Regions from separate parts of the Ovis aries genome. Here regions 2 and 3 are each linked to region 1. The links are chromatin contacts, called in public Hi-C maps. All regions are on one chromosome and are shown on one strand. Each heading gives the region's core, a stretch centred on a gene start, on an enhancer-like site or on the middle of the called end of the contact. The rest is flanking DNA. Distances are from core to core; before and after follow the strand shown. Region 1 holds the start of YPEL2 (yippee like 2). Region 2 has its middle 57 kb from the start of DHX40. Region 3 holds the start of DHX40 (DEAH-box helicase 40).

Region 1 (3,113 bases), core at 585-3,084:
TAACATTATCTTTTATTTAAACAGTAGCCACCAGTCTTGTTACATAACATACCAATATTCCAGAGTGTTAAACTCATGCAGGGCCTGCGGTTGGGGAGTGGTGATCTGGCAACAGGAACATTCACTAGGATATTGTTGAAACATTGTAACAAGTTTGACTTTCTGGACCTGCTTAGATTTTACTGCCTGGAGGGGACTATTTCAATCTATTTCAATCTTCTTTGTTTCAAACTGTGGCTACTAACCTCTGGAAAGAGGAAGAAATTTGCCCAAGAGGCAGATTAGGGCAGAAATCAAGGTCTCAGTAATCTAAAGAATCTACCACTTCTTCAAAGATGAGGATTAAGTGCTAAACCTTTCTTGAGTCTTTATCTGATAAGTATTTAAAAATTTTTTTGTTTTAAACTTTCCAAGTTTATCAACTGTGAGCAATGACAAGGAGATCTTGTTTACACTGAAAATGCTTACACTGAGACTGATACATATGTGAGATGCTGATGTGTTTCAGGTACTTTTTTTGTAGTTTTTACTAACATTAGGACTGGATTCACATCCAACCATGCAACATATATTATCGGGATACAATCCAAACGAGAGATATATTAACCGAATCAAACGTATTTTAAAGACAGCTGGCTGGAGTTTCGGTGAAGTCTGAGCCACTTGGGGATCTGCCTTGGGTACCATTCTCCACTTTTGGGCAAACCAGCGTGCAAAGGGGTTGAAGACAGCAGCAGCTCTAGAAATGTCTCACACTCTGACAGCAGCTCAATAAAACCCGAGGTTTCCTACTGCTCTCTGAGCAACTGCAGAATCCCAGAGGCCAAATGAAAAGGCTGAACTGCTCTCTGCCCCTGATCCCTGGCTGCATTCTTTCTCGAAGTGACCTGTTTTCTTACTGGGAGACTGCCCCACTCCGCCCACCTGGTGCCTCCCTAGATTTCCTGATAGCCCTGGGCTTATTTTTTAACCTCTTCCGTGAAAAGCACCGCTCCACTGACCCAGACTGGGCGCACCTCCCCTATGGTCACTGACCCTCCTAGTGTCCCGGGTGAATCGTTTCTCTTCAAAAGCCTTAGAAAACCAGCAGCAATTGGGGGCGAGGTGTCTTCCAATGCCTGTAAATGCCTCTTATCCTGCGTTTAATACGCCGGGTTTAAGGAGAGCAGAGAGACAACGGGAAATGACTCGTTGCTGAGTAGGGCCTGGCGGGGGCCCCCTCGGGCTGGCGTTATCTTTTTACATTCAACTGCCCTGGGTCCCGAGAGCCTCTCCAGGTAACTTAGACTGAGTTGGGGGCGGCTAAGGCGTGAGGAGTGAGTTACTGTCTTAGCTCCTCTAAGCAGAAGCAGCACTAGAAAGCGCCCCCCACCCCCACCACCACCCCGGGTTCTAGAAATCCCAGCCTTGACCTGGAGACAAACTCCAAACCCAAATAAACGGTCTCCGCCCGGGCGCCGAGAGCCTCCCCATCGTCATCACCCTGCTCCCCGTCCCTCGGGCCAGCCGCCCCCCGCCTCGCCAGGCGCGGCGGGCTCAGCCTCCTCGGGGCCAGACCCCGGCGCCCGCCTCGCGCCCCGCACCCCGCACCCAAGCCCGGCGGGGCCCGAGGGGGTGGTGGGGGGTGGGGGGCGGAGGTCGGGGAAGCAGGAGGCGGAGTTCCGTCCTTCGCTGATTGGCTCGCGGCGGATGGGCTGCGGCCGGGCGCAGCCAACCCGCGGCGTGTTGCTATGTGCTGCGCCGAGGGGATAGGCGCGGGAGCGCGTCCGTCACCCGGCAGCCCCCGGCCCGGCCCGGAGGGATGCGGCGCGGCGGCGGCGGCGGCTGTGGCTTTAAGAGCGCGCCCGGGGCCCGGGATCCGGCCGGGCGGTCCTTCGCTGCTGCGCATCCCCGCGGAGCCGACCGCGGCGCGGGCCGGACGGGGCTGCTGGCTGCCGGGTGAGTGAGACGCGAGCGCGGCGCGCGTGGGCGTGGGGCGTGCTGACAGCGCGGGGCGCCCGGTCGGAGCGCGGGGCGCGCGTCCCCGTCCCCCTCCATCCCGCCCCGGGGCCCCGGCGGCCCGGCTCCCTGGGAGCGAGCGCGGCACCCTCCGCCTGGCGCGGCCGAGGTGGGGTCCGGCGCGGGGGTCGCCCCGGGGCGAGGTGGGGGGGCCGCGGGCGCAGGGGGCGGGGAGCCAGCCGCCGGGGCCACGTGACCGGTTTGTTTACAAACACTGCCGGGGCCCCGGCTGCGGCCCGCGGCTGGCGCCGAGGGGGCGCAGGTCCCGGGTCGGGGCCGGGGACCCGGGCGACGAGCCGGGCAGGTCTGGAGCGAGCGGGGCCGGGGCGGGGGGTGTGAACCCGAGACCCGATGGCCGCGCCTTTCTCAGCTTAGTTCCCGCGGATTGGGACGAAGTGGGTGGGGGCCAGGGTGGGAGTTGCAGGCGCTTTCTGTCCCCGATGTCGCTGGGTCTCCGCTGGAGACACTGGGTCCGGGGGCGCCGCCCTCGGTGTGTCCCCCCGCCTCCCGCCTTTTGCGAGACTAGCCGCCCTCAAGACTCCGAGGAGCGCTTGGCCGGCCGCGGGCAGAGGTAACCGCAGCCGAGTTCCTGCCTGGCCGCTTCCCGGCGCCTCCCCAGCGCCCTTGCCAAAGAGGTGGGCGCGAGTTCACTCCTGCCCGACGGAATCAGGGAGCCTCTCCAGCGCGTATCTCTCGGGAAGCGGGTCTGGCGGGGCACCCCGGAGCTCTCACTGCTTCAGGTGCACCCTCCCTGGCCGCTGACCTCCTCTGGGTAGCTTCACCCCAAGTGGTGACTTTTCTCTTGTTGGCGAGGATGGTGGGGAGGGGAACCACCTGTTCGTTTGGACCGGGCCCAGGAGCCTGCCACCTCTGACTTCACTCTCGGCTTACAGGAGCTTACAAAGCCAAGGGAGTGAGCGCCCTCCGTTTTTCTGTGTGATGTAGCTGACCCACCCGCAGTCCCGCGGCTTTGAATGGCCCGGGGAAACCGCCCCTGGGCTTCGCTGGGTTTTTTGTTTTTGAGCTCCGGCCTCCTTGTCAGTTGCTCTCCTCGAGTGTTGAGGCTGTTTTCAGTAAGTCGTTGCTTCTGGTGAGTCTAAAAGCCGAAAATACAG
Region 2 (3,133 bases), core at 499-2,998, 180 kb after region 1:
CCCATATGCTGGGAGAGTAGGCATATAGGATTTCAAGAAATTTTTTTCTCTAGTGTATCCTGTCCCAGGAATACTCTGGCTCCTACTGGAACATGCTGGCTTTTTCTCGCAGCTCCTTTGCAGGAGAGCTCCTTTTCCCTCTTCTCAGATCCAGCAGAATTATGCTGAACTGAACACAGCCGTGGACTTTGCAGCCAGGAGAGGAGGTGAGGCAGATGCTGAACAAGATCCTTCTTTTTTTGTGAGGCCGAGGCTTCTACGGTATCTTTCTACCCCCAGGAGTGCTCGCTCTATGTGGAGAGGGGAGCCCCTCTGTCATCTCTGAGTGTTCAGAGAGGTCGAGGCAGTCAGAATAGTCAGGGGGGTGCACCAGACCCTCTCATCCCACTAGTCAGGGTCCCAGGGGTCATATCCCAGGGTCCTGGCCAGGACATAACAGAGTCAGCTGAGCATTCAGTCATGTTCGAGGCTCTTCAACTAGGGAATTCCCTGACAGTTCGTTGTTTAGGACTGAGGTTCAGTCCGTGGTCAGGGAACTAAGATCCTGCAAGTTGCATAGTGCAGCCAGAAAAAAAGAAAGAAAGAAAACCTCTTCATCTCAGGAAGAGGAAACAACACGTTCAAAGGCCCTGAGGAGGCATTTGCTTGCAGAGCAATGAGGCCAGTGCTGGGAGTGTGGTGAGCAAGGAGGTCGTCAGAAAAGCAGCTTTGTGGTTCTCTATCATGTGCGATGGGAATCTGTTGGAGGGTTTTAAGAAAAGGAATGACATGGGCCGACATAGGTCCACAGAATTAATCTGGAGACTTCCCTGGTGGTCCAGTGGCTACAACTCTGCACTACCAAGGCAAGGGGCCCGGGTTCCATCCCTGGTCGGCAAACTACATCCCACGTGCCGCACAACTAACAGTGTCCATGCTCAGCAAAGATTGAAGATCCCACATGCTGGGCCGCAACTAAGACCTGGTACAGCCAAATAAATAAATAAAACTAAATAGTTTAATATATCATTATTAAAAAATAATTAATTTGTTTGTTGAACGGAGAGGGCAAAGGAAGAAGGAGGTAATTCTCTTAGGAGACTGCAGTAATCCAGATTAGATGCTGGTGACTGAGGGAGAGATAGTCCAGGGGAAACGGAGACTTGGACAGACATGGGGTGTATTTTGAACGTAAAGCAGACAGGATTTGCTCATGAATTAGACGTGGGGAGGGAAAAAGAGACAAGTCGAGGATGACTCTAATGTTTATACCTGAGCAACTGGAAGTTTGGAATAAGATTGCAGTTCATTTTTATTAAGTCTGAGATGCTTGAGTTATCTAAGGCTTGCCACCAAAGGTGTTCGGGATAGAGACCTAGGAGAGAAACAAGTCATCAGTGCATGGATGGTAATTAAAGCTGTGAAACTGAATGAAACCTGAGTATAAACAGAGAAGATTTATGAGGGCTGAGTCGTGGACACTCCCATGTTCAGAGCTCAGGGACATGAGAAGGAACCAGTAGTGAAAACTGAGGAGGAATGGCTATTGTGGCAGCTGCTTTTGTGCATAGGGAAAAAATGCTTTAAGAAAGATCAGTTGTGATCAGTGAAAGTGACCAGTTGTGTTAAAGGTACAAAATGTGCTGTTTGCACGTTTTGGAAATGAGGGCAGGAAATTTATGACTGGATTGAGCAATGTGGAGCTGTTAGCACTCAACTGCTACTTACATACTATCAACTGACCTTTGTTTATTTTCCATCTCCTCCCATTTAGATGTAACCTCTGCCACATTTTGTTTTGTTCACGACTACATTCCTAGTTGCCTAATAGTGCCCAGTATATGGTAAGTGCTCAACAAATATTTCTCAATAAGTATTTCCTGAATGGAAATTTGTGAAAAACAAGAAAACTTGCATTTTATTTCTCTATTCCTCTTTGTACAAAAATAGCTTGCATTTAAATTTCAGTAGAGGAAGTAATGGTGTAGCATTAGATTTTGAATTATGTTGAGAATTTGGCAAAGAATTTGACCTCACTAAGCTTTTGTTTGCTTATTCATAAAAGGAGGCAGATGATAATATGTTTGAGAATGTACCCCAAACCATGTCCACTACGTAGTGAGGACTGTTAATGCTTTGTAAATCTGAAGGGGTCACATGGACCAGAACACAGTGACATGCAAAATTTATTTAGATATATAACTCATTTGACATGGGAAGTTTCATTGATTTGAGGAACCCCCAAAACAGGAAATGTTGCTGGTAGGTTGCATTTCCAACAAAAAGCACTGGCATGTGTCTCAGGGTGGAATAGGGCTTCCCAGGTGGCTCAGTGAGTGAAGAATCTGCCTGCAATACGGGATACTCAGGAGGCATGGGTTCGATCCTTGGGTTGGGAAGATCCCCTGGAGGAGGGCATGGCAACCCCTTCTAATAATCTTGCCTGGGAAATCCCATGGACAGAGGAGCCTGGCAGGCTATGGTCCATAGGGTTGCAAAGAGTCGGACATGACTGAAGCACCTGAGCACATAGACACAGGATGGAATAAGGGTCATAATACACTAAGATTAGTCTTTTTTTTTTTTTTAATATAGCTCCTTTTATCCTTTTACTTTCGAATTTATCATGTCCTTACATTTTAAATTTTCCACTCACCTTCAACTATTTACCTAGCACTTACATTATATTTGGGCTTCCTTGGTGGCTCAGACAGTAAAGAATCTGCCTTCAATGCGGGAGACACGTGTTCAATCCCTGGGTCAGGAAGATCCCCTGGAGGGAATGGCAACCCACTCCAGTATTCCTGCCTGGAGAATTCCATGGACAGAGGAGCCTGTCAGGCTACAGTCCATGGGATCGCAAAGAGTCAGACATACTGGTGGGCTCAGTAGTTGCAGCTCGCGGGCTTTAGAGCACAGGTTTCAGCAGCTGTTGGGCACAGGCTTAGTGGCCCTGCGGCATGTGGAATCCTCCCGGGCTAGGGAGCGAACCCGTGTCCCCTGCATTGCAATCTGCATTGCAAGGTGGATTGTTAACCACTGAATGGCTAGGGAAGCCCTGAGATGAGTCTTATTCTTATGGTTAACATTAAAATGTAATAGCTTTGAGGCCTTTTTTTTTGTCTTACTGTAGATTCTATAGTTAAGTACCATT
Region 3 (3,338 bases), core at 420-2,919, 230 kb after region 1:
AAGGGGGTCTCAAAGTCAGACACAACTGAGCGACTGAACAACACCATCACCAGGGAAGCCCCAAAAGTGACTTATCATGCCCTATACTCACCAATACCTTGCCAATACTACAAATGTATTTTTGCTTTTTTGTGGTTTCTCTGATTTGTGATAGCTTAAATTTCTAGCAGAATACAGGATGTTAGGAGATTCCTTTAATGGATGAGAGAAATCTGGGATGTCCTTCTACAGATTTATTCCTGTGGAATGCAGAAGATACAAAGTTATTAGAAAGTTGCTCTCACTCAAAATCTGATAAACTTGCATTTTAGGAGATGTTTATCAGTCCTATTTACAAGGAGTTGGTATACATATATTCTTAATGAGTACAACAAAATCTTAAGGTCCAATGACATCTTTTGAAGCCTAGTCAGATAGGAGAGTAGGGACTTCTAGTTAATGTAAAGTGATAATTTGAGTTGTCTTTGGCAGGAAGTACTGAACAGGAAGTACTAACAGCAGGAAGAGTTGGAAAGTCCAAGAAATAATCTTGCACGGCTTTTGTTATGATTGACACTACTTACAAAATTGCAAGTTTCTACAACAGAAAGACCTGCTTCACAAAGTACCTATGCTGAAAAATTCACCCCACCTCAATTGTTGTATATGTGTTTAACTTTTCAATTCTTGTGGTTTCCAAGGAATCAACAACCATTAAAATGAGCTTAGCGGACTTCCCTGTCAGTCCAGTGGTTAAGACTCCTTGATTCCAGGGCAGGGGTCACCGGTTTCATCCCTGGTTGCTGAACTAAGATCACACAAGATGCCCGTGGTGCAGCAAAATAAATAAATAAATGCGATTAACTTCTCTGGAAATCAAATCGTTCATCCAACCATCCAGCAAATTCAAAAAATATTAACAGCCCAATTTGATGCTGGGCCGAGTGTATCACAGTTTTCTAAAGTTGCTGCCCTGCGTCTAGCTGGGGGAAAGGAGAAGAAAATACGCATCTAAATATAATTTAACATGCAGGGTCCGATGCATGTTCACAGCGTCCCCGATGAACAGCGTGGGGAGCCTAATTTTTGACACTACGCAAGAAGTTCGGGTGTGCCACTCATAACCCGTGTGCCTTTGCAGGACATTTCAGGACAAGCAATTGTGGCTCAGCTGGTAAAGAATCCGCCTGCAATGTGGGAGACCTCGGTTCAATCCCTGGGTTAGGAAGATTCCCCCGGAGAAGGGAACGGCTACCCAGTCCAGTATCCTGGCCTGGAGAATTCCATGGCCTGTATAGTCCCTGGGGTGGCAAAGAGTTAGACACGACTGACCGACTTTCACTGAAGGTGAGAATGTTGTGGAACGCCAAACGCTAGCAAAGATTTCAGCTCCTGACGAAGGGTCACATCACGTTAGGTGTGTGAAGGTTGGATACGTCTGCAGCGACCACTGATTTTAAAAAAAGGCGTCTCCCGGCCCTTTTGGGCACAAGCGGAGACCCTGGACCGCGCCCTCCCGGACGTCGGGGCTGGCTTCGCGCGCGGAGCTGCAGCGCACGCGGACGGCGGGCGGGAAATATCCGCCCGGGCGGGCGGGCTCGTAGCGCCACGTCATCGGGCGGCTCCCCCGCCCCTCGCCCGAGTCGCACGCGCGGAAGTAAACACCGCGACGTCATCAGGGCGCGTCTTCGCCTCTCCCCGCCCATCTCCCCAGGACCGGTGGACGTGCTCACCTCCGCTCGGGGCCAGGTCTATGTCCCGGTTTCCCGCCGTCGCGGGCAGGGCGCCAAGGCGGCAGGAGGAAGGTGAGAGATCGCGAGACCTCCAGGAAGAGCGGCCTTCGGCAGGTTCCGTCGCGGATAGAGGTGCGGTCCGCGGGACCCCGCGGAGGCCAGCGGGAGTGGTAGCACGGGGCTTTGGGAGGATGGCGGGGTGATGAAAGTCCGCCTGAGACAGGCGGAGAAGAGGAGGCTGCAGGCTGCAGCCTTCCTGTCGCCCTCCAAGCCGGAGGCGAACTTTGCGTCCAGTGAACCACTTTGGACTGGAGAGGGGCGGTCCCAGACCTAAGTTGGGCGAGAACCCTGCTGAGGGGCAAAAAAAGTGCACCCCAACGCCGGGACGCGTCCTGCTCTTAAATAGGCTCAGAAAGCCTTTGTTCTCTACCCACCCGTTCCCCCCCCCACCCCTCCGCCCCTCCGCCGGGCCGCCAGCCTGCCTTTGGGTACGGTATGAAGGGAGCCAGTTTCCAGGAGCCAGTTTCCATGGTTACCCACCACTTGGCCTTCTGGGATATCAGTCACTCTGAACGGGGACCTAACTTGAACCGTGAATCAGAAGCAAATACAGGTGGCTTTTCATTCAGCTGAGAGTTTTTCTGCCCTGTTCCAGATTTGAGGTCTATTATTTAATAAAATTGGGTTTTGTGCTTCTGGATAGGTATACCTGCAAATACATTGCCTTGTGCTAGGCTTACTTTGTCAGATACTTTGAGTCATGCATTATGAAATGCTCAAGTTGATCTCACTAAAAAGTTGCTCTGAGCTTAGAAACGCTCGCTCGCAAATGGGATGTAAGGGATTTCACCGAGAAGTCATGGGTTGATTCTTTCCAGCCCTAAAATTCTATTGTCACTCTCTTTTTCAGTTTTGGGAAATTGAGATATCTTTACAGGCCTTTTAATTGCACATTCCCCCCTACCCCCGCCCTGTCGTTACAGAAGAGAAAGGATGCACTTCACAGGAGGGAGGAACTACTCCAACTTTTCCCATTCAGAAACAAAGAAAAAAGCTTATTCAAGCTGTGAGGGACAATTCATTCCTTATTGTTACTGGAAATACAGGAAGTGGTAAAACAACTCAACTCCCAAAATATCTATATGAAGCAGGTAATTTTATTCTGGGATAATATTCGGAGCATTTAAAAAATATCCTCTTAAAAGCTAATAGGACTTCTGTATTACATAAATGCCTATCATTTGTTTTACAGTCTGATTCTTCTCTTGGCACACTGTCCTTGTATATTTCGCTCTTTTTTGCAGTCTTATTTCAGATTCCGGAATTAGTTGCATGGCATTTTCAGTTACCATAAAAATTCCAAATAGAATTATAGGTAGATATTGATTCTCTGCTGTAGAGTAGGTTGTCTTGCAGTAGACTGTTGAACGTTGGGTATTGAAATGATTTTCAAGGGAAGGGATATATTGATATCTGTTGCTGCCATTACTATTTCTGGATTCTTTTTCCAGAGTGACATCAGGTAACTGTTTATTCCTTGATTTTCGTAACACCAAGCCTGCCAACAAATTACCCTTACAGTGTCTTTCCTTTCAATATGGTAAAACTTTATATCATAAGGTTGGT

Evidence for each region. Hi-C and Micro-C count contacts between places; a contact is called where the count stands out from the background.
Region 2: a Hi-C map of omental adipose tissue shows a contact between it and region 1, with 2.2 times the contacts expected there. The contact joins the enhancer-like site here to the promoter of YPEL2 in region 1. A contact is called at or near these places in 5 of 16 Hi-C or Micro-C datasets (liver, mixed tissues, omental adipose tissue and 1 more).
Region 3: a Hi-C map of hypothalamus shows a contact between it and region 1, with 5 times the contacts expected there. The contact joins the promoter of DHX40 here to the promoter of YPEL2 in region 1. A contact is called at or near these places in 2 of 16 Hi-C or Micro-C datasets (hypothalamus and omental adipose tissue).

The regions. Positions count from the first base shown.
Region 1 is chr11:9,991,644-9,994,756 of ARS-UI_Ramb_v3.0, forward strand. It overlaps YPEL2 (yippee like 2), which reads left to right and starts at 1,835. Exons shown (of 8, transcript XM_060395149.1): 1 at 1,835-1,938.
Region 2 is chr11:10,169,298-10,172,430 of ARS-UI_Ramb_v3.0, forward strand. No RefSeq gene overlaps it. Among named protein-coding and RNA genes, the nearest start is that of DHX40, 57 kb to the right of the region's middle. Within about 2 kb of position 1,749, at least 8 of the 54 cell types and tissues checked have an H3K27ac peak or open chromatin away from gene starts, as enhancers often do. A contact at or near this core is called in liver and tail adipose tissue, where this site is marked.
Region 3 is chr11:10,226,264-10,229,601 of ARS-UI_Ramb_v3.0, forward strand. It overlaps DHX40 (DEAH-box helicase 40), which reads left to right and starts at 1,670. Exons shown (of 17, transcript XM_060395129.1): 1 at 1,670-1,784; 2 at 2,696-2,863. The coding sequence starts at 1,733.